Regions from separate parts of the Mus musculus genome. Here region 1 is linked to region 2. A link is a contact called in public HiChIP or PLAC-seq data. All regions are on one chromosome and are shown on one strand. The core of a region is the stretch at or near the end of the contact, and the rest is flanking DNA. Distances in the headings are between cores, read along the strand shown. Region 1 holds the start of Patl2 (protein associated with topoisomerase II homolog 2 (yeast)). Region 2 holds the start of Spg11 (SPG11, spatacsin vesicle trafficking associated).

Evidence for each region. HiChIP or PLAC-seq counts read pairs in DNA pulled down with a chosen protein or histone mark.
Region 1: an H3K27ac HiChIP or PLAC-seq map of embryonic stem cells shows a contact between it and region 2, with 8 read pairs. The contact joins the promoter of Patl2 here to the promoter of Spg11 in region 2. A contact is called at or near these places in 3 of 39 promoter capture datasets (embryonic stem cells, frontonasal cranial neural crest and neutrophils), 2 of 484 Hi-C or Micro-C datasets (cortical neurons and pancreatic cancer cells), 6 of 115 datasets of contacts at active chromatin or transcription factors (the NIH/3T3 cell line, the SCID.adh cell line, bone marrow-derived macrophages and 2 more) and 2 of 9 other capture datasets (adipose tissue and liver).

The regions. Positions count from the first base shown.
Region 1 is chr2:122,183,403-122,190,408 of GRCm38.p6, reverse strand. Patl2 (protein associated with topoisomerase II homolog 2 (yeast)) reads left to right here and starts at 4,220. Exons shown (of 18, transcript NM_026251.2): 1 at 4,220-4,278. It overlaps Terb2 (telomere repeat binding bouquet formation protein 2), which reads right to left and starts at 4,137. Exons shown (of 7, transcript NM_028914.1): 1 at 4,057-4,137; 2 at 3,864-3,945; 3 at 2,360-2,499. The coding sequence starts at 4,120.
Region 2 is chr2:122,113,211-122,119,655 of GRCm38.p6, reverse strand. It overlaps Spg11 (SPG11, spatacsin vesicle trafficking associated), which reads left to right and starts at 1,270. Exons shown (of 40, transcript NM_145531.2): 1 at 1,270-1,535; 2 at 4,867-5,048; 3 at 6,417-6,445. The coding sequence starts at 1,288.

The sequences.
Region 1 (7,006 bases), core at 2,971-5,470, 68 kb before region 2:
TTAAGAGATTTTAAAAAACAAAACAACAAAAAGATACTTGTTTAAAACCCAAATTCCTACTGAATCAGAGTATTGAAAAGCCTAAGAATTAAAATTTCCAATTTTTTCTCCAAATGATTTCAGTACATTATGTGAATCATTTACTGTAGATTTTTTTCTTGGTGTGTGATGTCTCTGTGTGTAACACTCAAATATTAAATAGGAGTGATAATTTAAAATAAGGTTAATAAATCAGATAGTCATTCTATAATACAAGCTCCTTGACGTTAAGTTTTTGAAGGGAATTTAAGGCCAGCCGGAGATACCTAAGAAAAACTTGTATCAAAAGGAAAAAAAAAGCTTACGGACATGATGGTGTATATCTATAATCGTGACACTCGGGAGGCTGAGACAAGAGAACAGCTATGAATTTGAGGCTACCCTGGGCTACCAGGTCAGCCAGAATGACATAACAAGCCCCTCTCTCAAGAATGAAAAAGAGAGAGGTCTAGGGTTATTTTTAACAAACTCATTTTACTATAGGTCATTTGTTTGCGTAACCACTTAGACACTAAGTGTTATAACTAGGTTCTGCTGGAACACTAGTTACAAGAAACCAATCTTTGAGGTTTCTTTTGTTGTTGTTGTTGTTTTGTTTGTTTGTTTTGTTTTGTTTTGTTTTGTTTTGTTTTTGAGACAGGGTTTCTCTATGTAGCCCTGGGAATTGAACCAGGGTCTTCTGGAAGGGTGTGTAGTGTTCTTAACCTCTGAGCCCTTTCTACACTCAGGTTTTGGGGTTTTTTGTTTTGTTTTTTTAAGATTATTTATTTTATGTATGTGAGTACAATGTAGCTGTACAGATTGTGAGCCTTCATGTGGTTGTTGGAAATTGAATTTTAGGACCTCTGCTCGCTCCAGTCCACCCTGCTAACTTCAGTCAGCTCTGCTCACTCAGGACCAAAGATCTATTTATTATTATACATAAATACACTGTAGCTGATTTCAGACACACCAGAAGAGGGCGTCAGATCTCATTACGGGTGGTTATGAGCTACCATGTGATTGCTGGGATTTGAACTCAGGACCTTCAGAAGAGCAGTCAGTGCTCTTACCTTCTGAGCCATCTTGCCAGCTCCCCTACACTCAGTTCTTAGTGAGGATTTTGTTTACCCAATAATTCTATGTTCATTTCTAGAGCAACAAACTGAAACTGTTCATAGATTTCCAGTGAGGAAAATATAAAAAACAAAACAGAACAAACCCAAAACTTAAAATTATTTTCATAGACTAGCCCTTAGAAACCTCAAAGAGCCAGGTGTGGTGGCACACGCCTTTAATCACAGCACTTGGGAGGCAGAGGCAGGCGGATTTCTGAGTTCGAGGCCAGCCTGGTCTACAGAGTGAGTTCCAGGACAGCCAGAACTATACAGAGAAACCATGTCTCAAAAAACCAAAAAAAAAAAAAAAAAAAAAAAAAAGAAGAGACACATAATGTCCTGTAGATAAGCTAGGCTGAGCGCTGGAGAGGCAGGATAAGAACACATTCCCAGCAGGGAAAGCTGAAAGGACCAGTCTCAATGCAGTTCCTTACTTTTCTTTCTCTCTTCATAAAGTTGTTGAAATAATGTGAAAGTACTTACAAAAGTATAATGAAAAGCACACATATATATACACACACACATATATAAGAGTATTATAGCAAGCATTTAAAGAAATATTAGAATGAAGAGATTCAACACTAGCAAAGAACACATTTATTAAATCCTCACAATATGTCATATACCTTAATCTATGATCTCATTTTAGAAGTCAATAGCATGTTAGATCACAAAATGCTGGGCGTGGTAGTACACATTTTGTTTGAGGCCAGCCTGGCTTATATAGTGAGATCCAGGCACACCACGGCTACATAGTAAGGCCATGCCTCGACACAAACAACCAAATAAGAAATCCTAAGTGTTGGATCCTAGCTGGTGAGCACTTTCCTTGGAGGGTAATATCTGACTCTGCCTTATGCACCAGTGGATTTCCACACTGCAGCTGAGACCTTGCAGACAAAGAAAGCTAAATGAATGTGTGGATGGAGAAAGCCAGGATTTTCACTCAAGGTATCTGATTCTAAGTCCAGATTCAAACATCTCTGTGGGTAGAGTGGCTCACACCTACAATCCCAGCACTCAGAAGATTGGGATATGAAGTGAGACACTGTCAAAAATAAAAACAAATAAACAGACAGACAAAAAAAAAAAACACCCCCAAAAGCTAAAAATCAAGCCACAAAATGTCCAATTGAGAATAGAGATTGTTCAAATTAAATTTGGTTATCTTACTAGAGATTGGCTGGGCTTGGCAAACCGATGGCTTTATGGTCTTTGCTAACCTTTTTGCAGACATGCAGGAGGAAGAACAAAATGGCCTAAGGCCACTGAATTTTTCATTTCAGTATTAGCTATTGCAGCAAGATAGTAGGCATGAAAAACTGTAGCATTATCTTCTATGTACTCGAGGCTCTGATATATTCTAGAAGAAAGGAAGTCAATGGTTATGAAATAAACAAGAATGCATTCAAACTTTCAAAAGTAAATCAAATATTGGAAGTAGGAGACTGCAAGCATTAGAGCATACATTTATGATGTATTCTTCTTTCCTGCCAAGAATGAATCAATTTCAGGTATAAGACATTTCCCAGCTTGGGGACCTGAGTGTTGGCAAATCTTAGCTTTAGAGTTGGTAAAGGATTGTATGAATTTATAAAAGACTTAAAACAGGGGCTGGAGAGATGGCTCAGCGGTTAAGAGCACTGGCTGCTCTTCCGGGAAATCTGTGTTCAATTCTGAACACCCACATGATAGTTCACAACTGTCTATAACTCCAGTTACAGGTAACCCAACACCCTCATACATACATGCAGACATGCCCCGAAATGTCAATGCACAATAAGTAAATAAATGAGAGACCCTGCCCTAAGGAGGAGGAAGAGGAGGAGGAGGAAGAGGAGGAGGAGGAAGAGGAAGAGGAAGATCTTTAAACAGTAGCTAGCTGGCCATCAACAGTGTACTGAAAGCCAGAAGCCCAAATGAGTTTTACTCATAGTCTTCCAAGAGTCATGAGTCTCTTTTACTCATTAAAAGAAATTAATTCTGAGGTAAAGAATGGGCACACAGTCAGAGAAGCCTTCACATGCAGAAAACATTATTTTTCTAGGCCCGTGAAAAAAGAGTCAAAAGATGTTAGGGAAAAAAAAAACATACATGAAGGAGCAATAACTTAACAGACTATGAAAGACATGGAAATTTAAAGAGGCATTAGCTAAGTCTAAATCTGAAGGGGTTGGGGTTGCAAGCCAGGGGCAGATTTCTGCTCAATAAACAGTTGACAGCAATTATGAAAGGAGATGGCAGAGCACAGATGGAGGCAGGGTCAAGTTCCTGTAACAGTCCTGGGGTGATTATAGGGCTAGTAAAACAGCAGCAATAAGGAAGAAGAACCATTACTGAAGCTGTTCCATGGTCTTAGGCAACCATTCACTCATGATAGAACTTGTCGGTTAAGATGCCAGAAAGCCCGACTTTTGACACATGCCCGAAATCAATCCCAGAACCTGGTATGCTAAGGTAATGGGGTGGGTAGGTTTTCAGCTTGCAAAGTGCAGGACCTACAGACAGAGTAAGAGTTACCACGTGACAGCTAGACAACTCAAAACCAGGATTCCGTTAGAGACCCAAGGGACAGGTAGAAGACCAGGGTGGAAGGAAGGAAAAGAGAATGCTATCCCCCATATCTAGGGCTGCAAACTTGCTGCTCCCTAGTGCTGATAACTGGACTGCTGGTTCCTTTCTTGGGTACACGATGACAGAAAAGGCTGTAGGGTGGCCCTGGGGTACCTCAGCGTGTCAGGGTGCGAGGCATCACAGCTAAACAGGAAGTCGGCGGCCTTCACGTCGCTGACCATCCCGCCTTCGTCCTCTGTGGAGGTAAAAACACACGTCAGCACCGAGGAAGGCAGGGGGGGCCCTGGCGGGGGCTTCAACAGGAGGATGCTCTGGCTCCCACGTCCTGCCCCGCCCATCTTCCTACCCCAGATTTGCCTCAGGTCCTGACTGACACTGCCGCAGAACCAACCACGCTGCCCCTGGAACATGGCGCCACCTGACTCCTGGGGATCCTGGGCGGGGCTTAAGATGAGGCCGCTGATTGGTCCAAAGCTAAGCTAGATGATTGGTTTTCAAGGGGAAAGGGCGGGAAAGGCCTCAGGAAGCAGGCAAAGAGACACTGAAAGAATAGCTGTGGAGGACAAAGGTGAGTTTTAAATCCTGAGTATTTATTTATGTATTTATTTATGTTGGTTTTTCAAGACAGGGTTTCTCTGTGTAGCCCTGGCTGTCCTGGAACTCACTCTGTAGACCAGGCTGGCCTCGAACTCAGAAATCCACCTGCCTCCGCCTCCCGAGTGCTGGAATTAAAGGCGGTGCCACCACGCCCAGCTAATATTTTTATTTTTAAAAAACAGTTTCATATAATGTAGGATGTCTTGGATATATTTGGTAGCTTGCAACTCAACTGCCGGAATTTCAGGGCAGGCCCTCTGAAGCAAGAAGAGGGCAATGAACTGGAGTTAGGCCATCGCGTGAGCTATCATGTGGGTGCTGGAAATCAAACCTGGGTCCTCTGACAGAGTAGTCAGCGCTCTTAAACCCTGAGCCACCTTTCCAATCCTAAGAATTATTTTTAAATGTAGTGATAGTATCATTTTGCTTGTACTTATTTTGTTGGGGGGGGGGAGGTTCCAGGGATTGAACTCGGTGGTTAGGATTGGTGAAAAGAGCTTTCTACCAGTTGAGCCATCTTACCACTCCCCTATATCATATCTTTTTGTTATTTTGAGGCAGTCTCTTGTCTGTCTGGCCTTGAACTTCAACTGAATATGGCTTTGAATCTCTTCTGCCAATTCCATCAGACTTATGTGATCACAGGCCTATGTCACTATGTCCAGTTTACATACTGTTGAGGATAGAACCCAGTGAAAGGGCCTTGGAGTCGGCAGAGAACACACTCAGATGCCAGTCTGTGTACCAGAAGTGGAAGTTTCTGGCCCGGCCTGGCAAGAGCCTTCAAGCAAAGGGGAAAAAGCAGGGAGGGGGAAGTGCAACTGGGACTGCTGCAGCTGCCACTATTGCTCCCAGACCCTGCACTGAGCTGAGCTGATGGAGGGCTGGTTACTGAGTGAGGTGCAGGGGAACTTCTAGCAACGAAATTAGCCACGAAAGCTTCAGGAAAGCATTCTCTTCCCAGAAAGGGTAACAGCTCCTATACAACAGATGCTCTCAGGTGATGGAGTAATTCTCTTTTGCGCTTTGATGGTTTGCATATGCTCGGCCCAGGGAGTGGCACTATGTATGTGTGTGTATATACACTATATATATACCTATATATATGTATATACACACACACTCCTATTGGAGTAGGTGTGTCACTGTGGGTTTGGGCTCTATCTACGACCCTCATCCTAGCTGTCTGGAAGCCAGTATTCTGCTAGGAGCATTCAGATGAAGATGTAGAACCATGCCTGCCTGCATGCTGCCATGCTCCCACCTTGATGATAATGGACTAATCCTCTGAAACTGTAAGCCAGCCCCAATTAAATGTTGTCCTTTGTAAGACTTGCAATGGTCATGTGTCTGTTCACAGCAGTAAAACCTAAGACATACACACACACACACACACACACACACACACACACACACACACACATACACACCTTTATTCCTTCTGGATAGGATCTTATATACAGTTTTGGGCTAAGTTGGGTTCTTACAGTAGGTGCTTCCTATTGGCTTGGTCTGAGATGTTAGGGATGCCTCATTTACATGTAGAGGGCTTAGGGGGAGCTGCCCCTACGTGATGGTCACAACACTCTCTATGGGGACTGTGGCAGTGTGACAGGGACCTGTGATGGGAGCAGGTGAAGCTCCTACCGTCCCTTTGGGTCCCAGGGCTTCCAACCCAGTTCAACTTTATTAGGCTCCTCTCACAGTCTGCCACCCCACATCTAGACACCAAATTCTAAGCACAGATTTATAACCTCAGAAGGGACAAGTAGACTGTGTGGTGATGGTGGTGGGTGCCTCTGGATCGGGCAAAGACAGCAGCAAGTGTCTTTGTAGGAGTAGTTTTTAAGAGAAAGGGGGAAGTCTGTGCTCAGATGAGTTGGTAAGTCCTGATTGGGGATGTGTTAGTGTAGCCAAAGTATGAGTTTTGGTAGCTGGACCTTGGTGGCCAGCCTCAGGAATGGGTCCCACATAAGGAAGTAGCCAAATAAGAAAACCTTGGTGGCTGGTGTTAGGAATGTGGAAGTGCCTAAATAAGGGAATCCAACGGTTTTGCAAGGGAGAGGGAAGGCAGGATCTGGTGGCGCCATGTTTGTCATGCTTGGGTCTGTTAGAGCTCCTCCCTCCCCCAGGGCTTTGTGTATGCTAGGCAAGCACTTGCTCCACCAGCTAAGTCACCACCTCCAGCCTGTTTTCTTAAGTTCTTAAACTGAAACACTGGACAGACTGGGACTGTAACTCATTGGTAGAGTGCAGTGCAAGGACTGGGCTCATTCCCCAGTGAGTTCATGAGGAGGGAGGAGAAGAAGGAGCTCTAGTCCTTTGCTTTTCTAATGGGCCAGGCTATGAAGTCCCTCTTAAGCTGAGGGTGACAGTTTTTTTGAGATGTTGTTTCTCATCGCTCAGTCTAACCTACTCTCAGATTTCAGTATAACATTTTGCACAGTGGTTATTTGAATTGTTTTGTTTTTGAGAGGGTCTGCATAGGATTCATGTTAGCCTCAGATTTGTGGTCCTATGCTTCAACCCCTAAGTGTGAACATGACAGGCGCGATGGCCATGCACTGTTGTATTAAGTATTTAATCTCAACTGGGGGCATCTACCCCACCTTTGATCATTCAGTTCCCAGATAAAAGACACGAAACCTTTATATTTATAACAAACCTTAAAGGCAGTAGAGCTGGGCAGATATCTACTC
Region 2 (6,445 bases), core at 21-2,520:
TGCACAGGTCTCTGCTATTTCCAGGCTTACATAGAGTTTGGTCAGGAATTGACATAAAATGTTAATTAGTCATAAATACTATGATTTGAGAGTGACTGGAATAGAGAGGGGCTTTAGACTTTAGACTGAGCCAGGAAGGCATGTTAGCAGGTTGCCATTAAGTCAAAATGTTCAGTTTGTAGAAGTGGCTGTGTTAGAAAGACACTGTTAAGTAGGCATGGAGGCATAATCCTGTATTCCTAGAACCTGAAAAGCTGGTGAAGGAGGATCAGGTGTCTAAGGCCACTAGAGAACCTTTATCAAATAAATAGCTTGACCAAATGCCTTTTCAATAGCTCTCTACCTCTTCTCTTCTGTATCAGATTGTACTTTCCTGAGAAAAACAGAAGAAATTGAAAGGTGAACTATTTCACCATCTCTACTCTGTATGCATCCATCTGTTACAAAGGATATCGTTTGACTTCAATCTCCATGTTAACCTTCATGTTTGTAACAGAGTCCTTGGTGGAGGACCACAAAGAATAGATTGTTTGACCTCAAAAGGAGATCTATTGGTCTGAGAAGTTTACACTCCCAAATCCTGAGACTGGGTACCCACGGGTACAAGAAAATTCATCTCGAAGGGTCTGAAAATTAGTTTTTGCAGTCAGGAGGAGGAAGGGCTTGTAGAATTTATTTTATTTTATTTTATTTTATTTTTGGTAAACTGCTCTTCAAAACTTCCTGATGGGGGAAATGAGTCAGATTGATTTTTCAAACTCTGGGATCCCAGGCATCTGATGGAGATAGTTGCTTTCCAAAACTCCATACCACTCCGTAGAGGGGCCGATTTCTCGAAGCCGGGGATGGGGGGAGGGGGTCTGTTGTGAAGCCCTGCTTTTTTTTTTTTTTTTTAAAATGGTAGAGGGTTCTTTATTAGTTCTAGACTTTAAAAGAGTACTTGCTACCAAGAAAAGCGCACTACCAGATGCCTGTTAACCGAGCAGCACAAAAAGTGAAGAGGAGCCAGCAACAGGGTTTCAATGGAGTAAGAAGCACCTGCCTTAGAAATCTTTGGTAGCAAGGACAGCACAAGCAGCTGAAAGGCCCTGGCGTATTATTGAATTGAGCTGAGCAGGGAGGGGCAGGCGTGGTTTTTGCAGGATTCCGTTTAGAGCCGCCTCCACCCCAAGCTGAGCAAATGCCGGGCGCAGGACCGCCTCTCTCGTGAGAGTCACAAGGTCCGAATCACTGCGCAGGTCCGTGACGCATTCGGGCGCCTCTACCGGAAGGACCGCCCAGGCCAAGATGGCTGCCCAGCCAGGGCCCGGAAGTGCTGCCTCCCCCGGCTGTGCCGGGGCCATGGAGCGGGTCCTGCCCATGCTGCTGGTGCGGATCCCAGCTGAGGAGACGGCGCAGCTGGGACCGCGGGCGCAGCTGCACCGAGAGCTGGAGGCCCTGGGGAGCCTGACGGCTGCGGGCAGTCTCCAAGTGCTTTCCTTGGCGCCGGGCAGCAGGGGTGGGAGCAGCTGCTGCCTCCCAGGACCCTTTAGGCAGTAAGTGCTGCGGGACGGCTGCAGGCTGTGGGAGGAGGCTGAAATCTGAGCCGCTCCGGAGGGGAGTCCTGGGCTCGCCTCTCGCCGGCCCCTGGGTTGGTGGGAGAGGATGAACCACTGGGGAGCCTCCTCAGGATCGAGCCCCGTGCCTCTCGGAACCTTTCCCATCCCGAAGTGAAATCCTCACCTTGTTGCAACTCACGGCTCACTTCCTGGGTGGACAGAGAAGATGTCTCACTCCTTGATAGCCCCTGCAAACCCTGGATGGGTCTCAGCACAGGTCCTGTTTCTTTAATTCAATACAGATTGTCACTGAAAGGAGTTCTAAGCCTATCTTTCTCTACCTCCTCCTCCCCCTCTTCACTATGTATCCCTAGGTATTCTAGAACTCGAAATATAGCCTGGAGCCTACAGAGATCGGCCTGTCTCTGCCTGCACTACCAGACAGTCTACTTTGTTTTAAAATGCCAGATAAGGCTTATTTCTAAAGCATTTTTTTTTGTCTCTAAAATAATGTTTTCTTGCAAACACAGCCACCACCACGCCCACTCCAGCCCCTGCTCCTCTTTAAACTTGTCCATTCATTTACACAAGTGCTCTGAGGTCACTGAACGGTATTCCAGCCCTACGTTTTCCATGTTTAAATCACAGTCTCAAGATATAGCCAGATTGGCTTGCAATTCACAATCCTCCTGTTTTACCCCTTCTAATGCTGAGATTACAGGCTTGTATACTCCATACCTGGCATGTCCGCTGTTTCTTAGACATGAGGCTCCCATGGATTGAGAAGGTAGAGAATTACAATATTATATTGCTTTCCACTTTTCATAAAACAGTTTACATCATAAAGTTTAGAAGTCCCCTGAGTATATGCTGACCTTTTTAATAAAGGGAAGTAAGTATTTTAGGATCAATCTATATGAGACTGTATAGCCAACAGGTATCTCACTTTGAGTCTCCAGGCTCTTCAACAGCTCTATAGACACAAGATGAGTTTGCTGAGTCAGCAAGTATTTTAACCCATCTTTTTACCCCCTTGTGATACGGTCTCATGGAGCTCAGGCTGGCCTGGACCCAAGGATGCCTGTGAGTTCCCAACCCTCTTACCTCCTCCTCTCCAATGCTGGAATTATAAGCACGTACTTCCATCCCAGCTTTCTACTGTTCTCATGTCTGGTGTGTGTTGGAGTGCCTGTGTGTTCTTGGTATATAAAGGCAGAAATGGGAACTGTCAGTGTTTCTAATAAGAACCTCATAGCCACCCCATTTAATATAAACTTATTATTGTAGAAAAGCAAAGTTTTTAAAAGAAGTTGAAACTATCAGAGTGGTAGCCTCATCTCTTTTAGTGTTTTCAGAGTTGGGCCATATTGACTGATCTTAAGATAGGTCTTTCTCTGTAGCCCAGACTGGCCCCAAACTCAGTCTTCTTGTCTCAGCCACTAAAGAAAGTGATTGCTATCGAGTCACCAGATCTGGCTCATACATATTAGTGATAGTCTTTTCTTTTTTTAAGATTTATTTATTTTATTACTATGAATACACTGTAGCTGTCTTCAGACACACACTAGAAGAGTGCATCAGACCCTGTTACAGATGGTTGTGAGCCACCATGTGGTTGCTGGGATTTGAACTCAGGACCTTTGGAAGAGCAGTCTGCCCTCTTAACCGCTGAGCCATCTCTCCAACCCAGTGATAGAGTCTTGCTATGTTGCTTAGGGTGTTCAGTTTCTGGGCTCAAGAGACCCTTCCTCGGCCTTCTGAGTAGCTAAGACAATGTTGCTATGCCCAGCTTGGACCTTTTTATTTTAGTTTTTACATGTGTGTGAATGTGTGCATGTATACATGTGGAGGCCTGATATTGATATTGAGTGTCTTCCTAGATTGCTTGCCACAGTAATTTGAATTTTTTATTTATTATTATTAATGTTTGGGTGTGTGTGCACGTGCTCATGAACATGGCACAGCATAAAACTGTGGAGGTCAGAAAACAACTCCATGCGGTTGGTTCTCTGCATCCACCTTGACATGGAGTTCAGAGATCCAACTCAGGTTGCAAAGCACATGCATGTGTCCTTCCCTGATGAACCATTGCTGACCCTCCTCTTCATTTCAGAGTCAGAGTCTCGATCTGAAACCAAGAGCTCACAGGCTTGAGTTGGTCTAGATGGCTAGCTTGTCCCCAGGATCTTTTGTCTCTGACTCCTGAGTGCTAGGATTACAGGCAGCCAGGCCACCAAGCCTGACTGGCTCTCGTGTGGGTTCTGAGTATCCAAGTGCCACTCTCCAGCCTGTGGAGCTAGCTCTTTAGCCCCTAAGCAACTTCTACAGCCCTTAGGTTTATTTTAAAATATAATGTAATATAATTAGTCTCTCTCTGTCCTTGCTAGCCAACTTTGGTGACTATGCTGTCTAGTATGATAGTCATTAGCCAGCCACATGTGGCTAAGCTGGACCGTCTTTACCGTAACAGTTCTTTTTTGCAGTACCCACAGTAGAAGTGCCCTGTAGCCATATCTGCCCACGGATTGTTGGCTGTCTTGAGCAGCACTGAAATAGAACATTTGTATCATCACAAAGTTCTATTAGGGAGGGTTGTTCTGTAACATAGCATTCTGGAGTACTCAAAGACTGCAGATGTAAATAATTAATTTTTAAATCTGAAATAATCCAATTCAGTCAAAGCCCATTTAAAACATTATTTATTTTTTGTTTGTGAGCGTTTGCCTGCAAGTATATATGTGCATCATGTGCATGGTACCAGCAGAGACCAGGAAAGGATGTCAGATCCCCTGGAACTGCAGTTACTGTATTTGTGAACAAGTATTCTCAACCACTTGAGTCACCGCCAGCTGTATAAGCCCATTTTATTGATTATAATAAGTAATATACTTACTTTATAAGGAATAAATTTACAACTGGGTATGGTGGCACATGCCTTTGATCCCAGCACTCAGGAGGAAGAGACAGGTGGATCTCTGTGAGTTTGAGGCCAGCCTGGTCTACATAGCAAGTACCAGGACAGTCAGGCCTACAAAGAATAATTAGGCTTTTAAAAGATGTTTAAAAAGCTGAAGGGAACAGTTTCTTGCCCTGTGTTCACTTCATACCCCCACTCTCAGTGTAGAGGAAAAGAGTGGGAAGAAGTTAGGAGACGGGAAGGGAAGGGAAGGAAGAGAGTTGTGACGGTGTTTTCATTCCCTTAGGCTGGATTGTGGAGTTGGTGCTGTCAGTGAACTAAGCTGTCCTTGTTCTGCCCGTTGGTCCCCACTATTGTGGTTAGTGGGATTGTGGGTATAGAAACACAATAAATCTAAACTTTTTTTCTTAGGTTCCTATGGGAGGAGTCTCAGAACAGCACATCAAGAGACAGGCCCAAGCTGCTTGTTGCCAGAGAAGATTATGAGCTGCTCGTATATGAATTTGACTTGAGAGATGGAAGATGTGACGCAGCCTTATTACACGGCTGTTGTGGGAGGACACTGCAGAAGCTCACTGAAGATCAAGGTGTCAGTAAGTGTCATTTTAGGTCTGGGACTTTTGCTTCCTTTCTTAGACAGTGTGACTGTGTAGCACAGGCCACCCTCAAACATGTGGTCCTCCTCCATCAGTTTCACAAGTGCTGGGATGTCAGGAGTGTGCCACCATGACCAACTATTTGTGAGAAGTTATGAGAAGTTCTCATAGAGGTGAAACCAAAAGGGCGGGCTACACTGCTCAATACTATAGCCACTAGCCAGTTGTTCAGCACTCAGAATGTAGTTAATAGGAATAAAGTTGTACCTTTAATTTTTGCAGGACTGGGAATCAAATCTAGAGTCTCACAAATGCTAGGCAAGCCCTTGGTGACTGAGAAATGTGCTATATATGTCACAGGCAAGTGAGGGGCGATATGCCTATAATCCCAGCACTTTTGAGGCAGAAGCCAGAGGACCTCAGTTTGATGCTAACCTAGGATACGTAGTAAGGCTGCCAAAAAGGAAAAAAAAGGGGTGGAGGGGAGCGGGGAAGAAATCATACATCCATCTGGTTTTTTAGAGGGATACTGGGAAGTGAACCCATGGCCTCATACATGCTAGATTGTCACTCAGTCATTGAGCTACATACTCAGCCCCAGGCCTTTCTTGCTCTTATTTTCAGGCAGAGTATCACCAAGCTACCTAAGCTGGTCCTGGATTTAAAAATCCTCCTGCCTCTTGAATAGCTAAGTCTTAGTATAAGGAAAGTAGAGTAGCTCATTAATAATTTTTGTATGAATTCCATATTGGAAAGATATTTTATATGTAATGAACCAAATAATACATGTTAAATTTATTTCACGTTTCTTTGGCTGCCAGTCACATTGAATCTCATCTGTCCAATGGATTGATGAGTCATGAATTTTAATTGGACAGTGTGGACTTAGACTGGTTGCATAGCTGTTGAGAATCTTGTCTTGATAAGCTGCAGCAGGAGGCAACAGAACTCTAAGCCCCTGGACCTCCACTTTTACTACAGTAACATCCTTTCTACCCTTGACTATAAGGTTCCTTCGTGTGTGTGTGTGTGTGTGTGTGTGTGTGTGTGTGTGTGTGTGTGTGTGTGTGTGTGTGTTTCGAGACAGGGTTTCTCTGTGTAGCCCTGGCTGTTCTGGAACTCACTCTATAGACCAGGCTGGCCTCGAACTCAGAAATCTGCCTGCCTCTGCCTCTCCAGTGCTGGGATTAAAGGCATGCGCCTCCACTGCCCCGCTCCTTCTTTTTCTTGCGTTGGAATGAGTGCAGTTTCCCTCTTTGTTTTATCTGTTTTTTGTTTTGTTTTGTTTTTCTATTGTTATAAGGTCACATTTACCAACTGTGAAATTGTGATCAGTGATTAAGATAATATCCTTTTGCTTCATAGGTATTTCCTTCAAGTCTTTGAGAATTCTG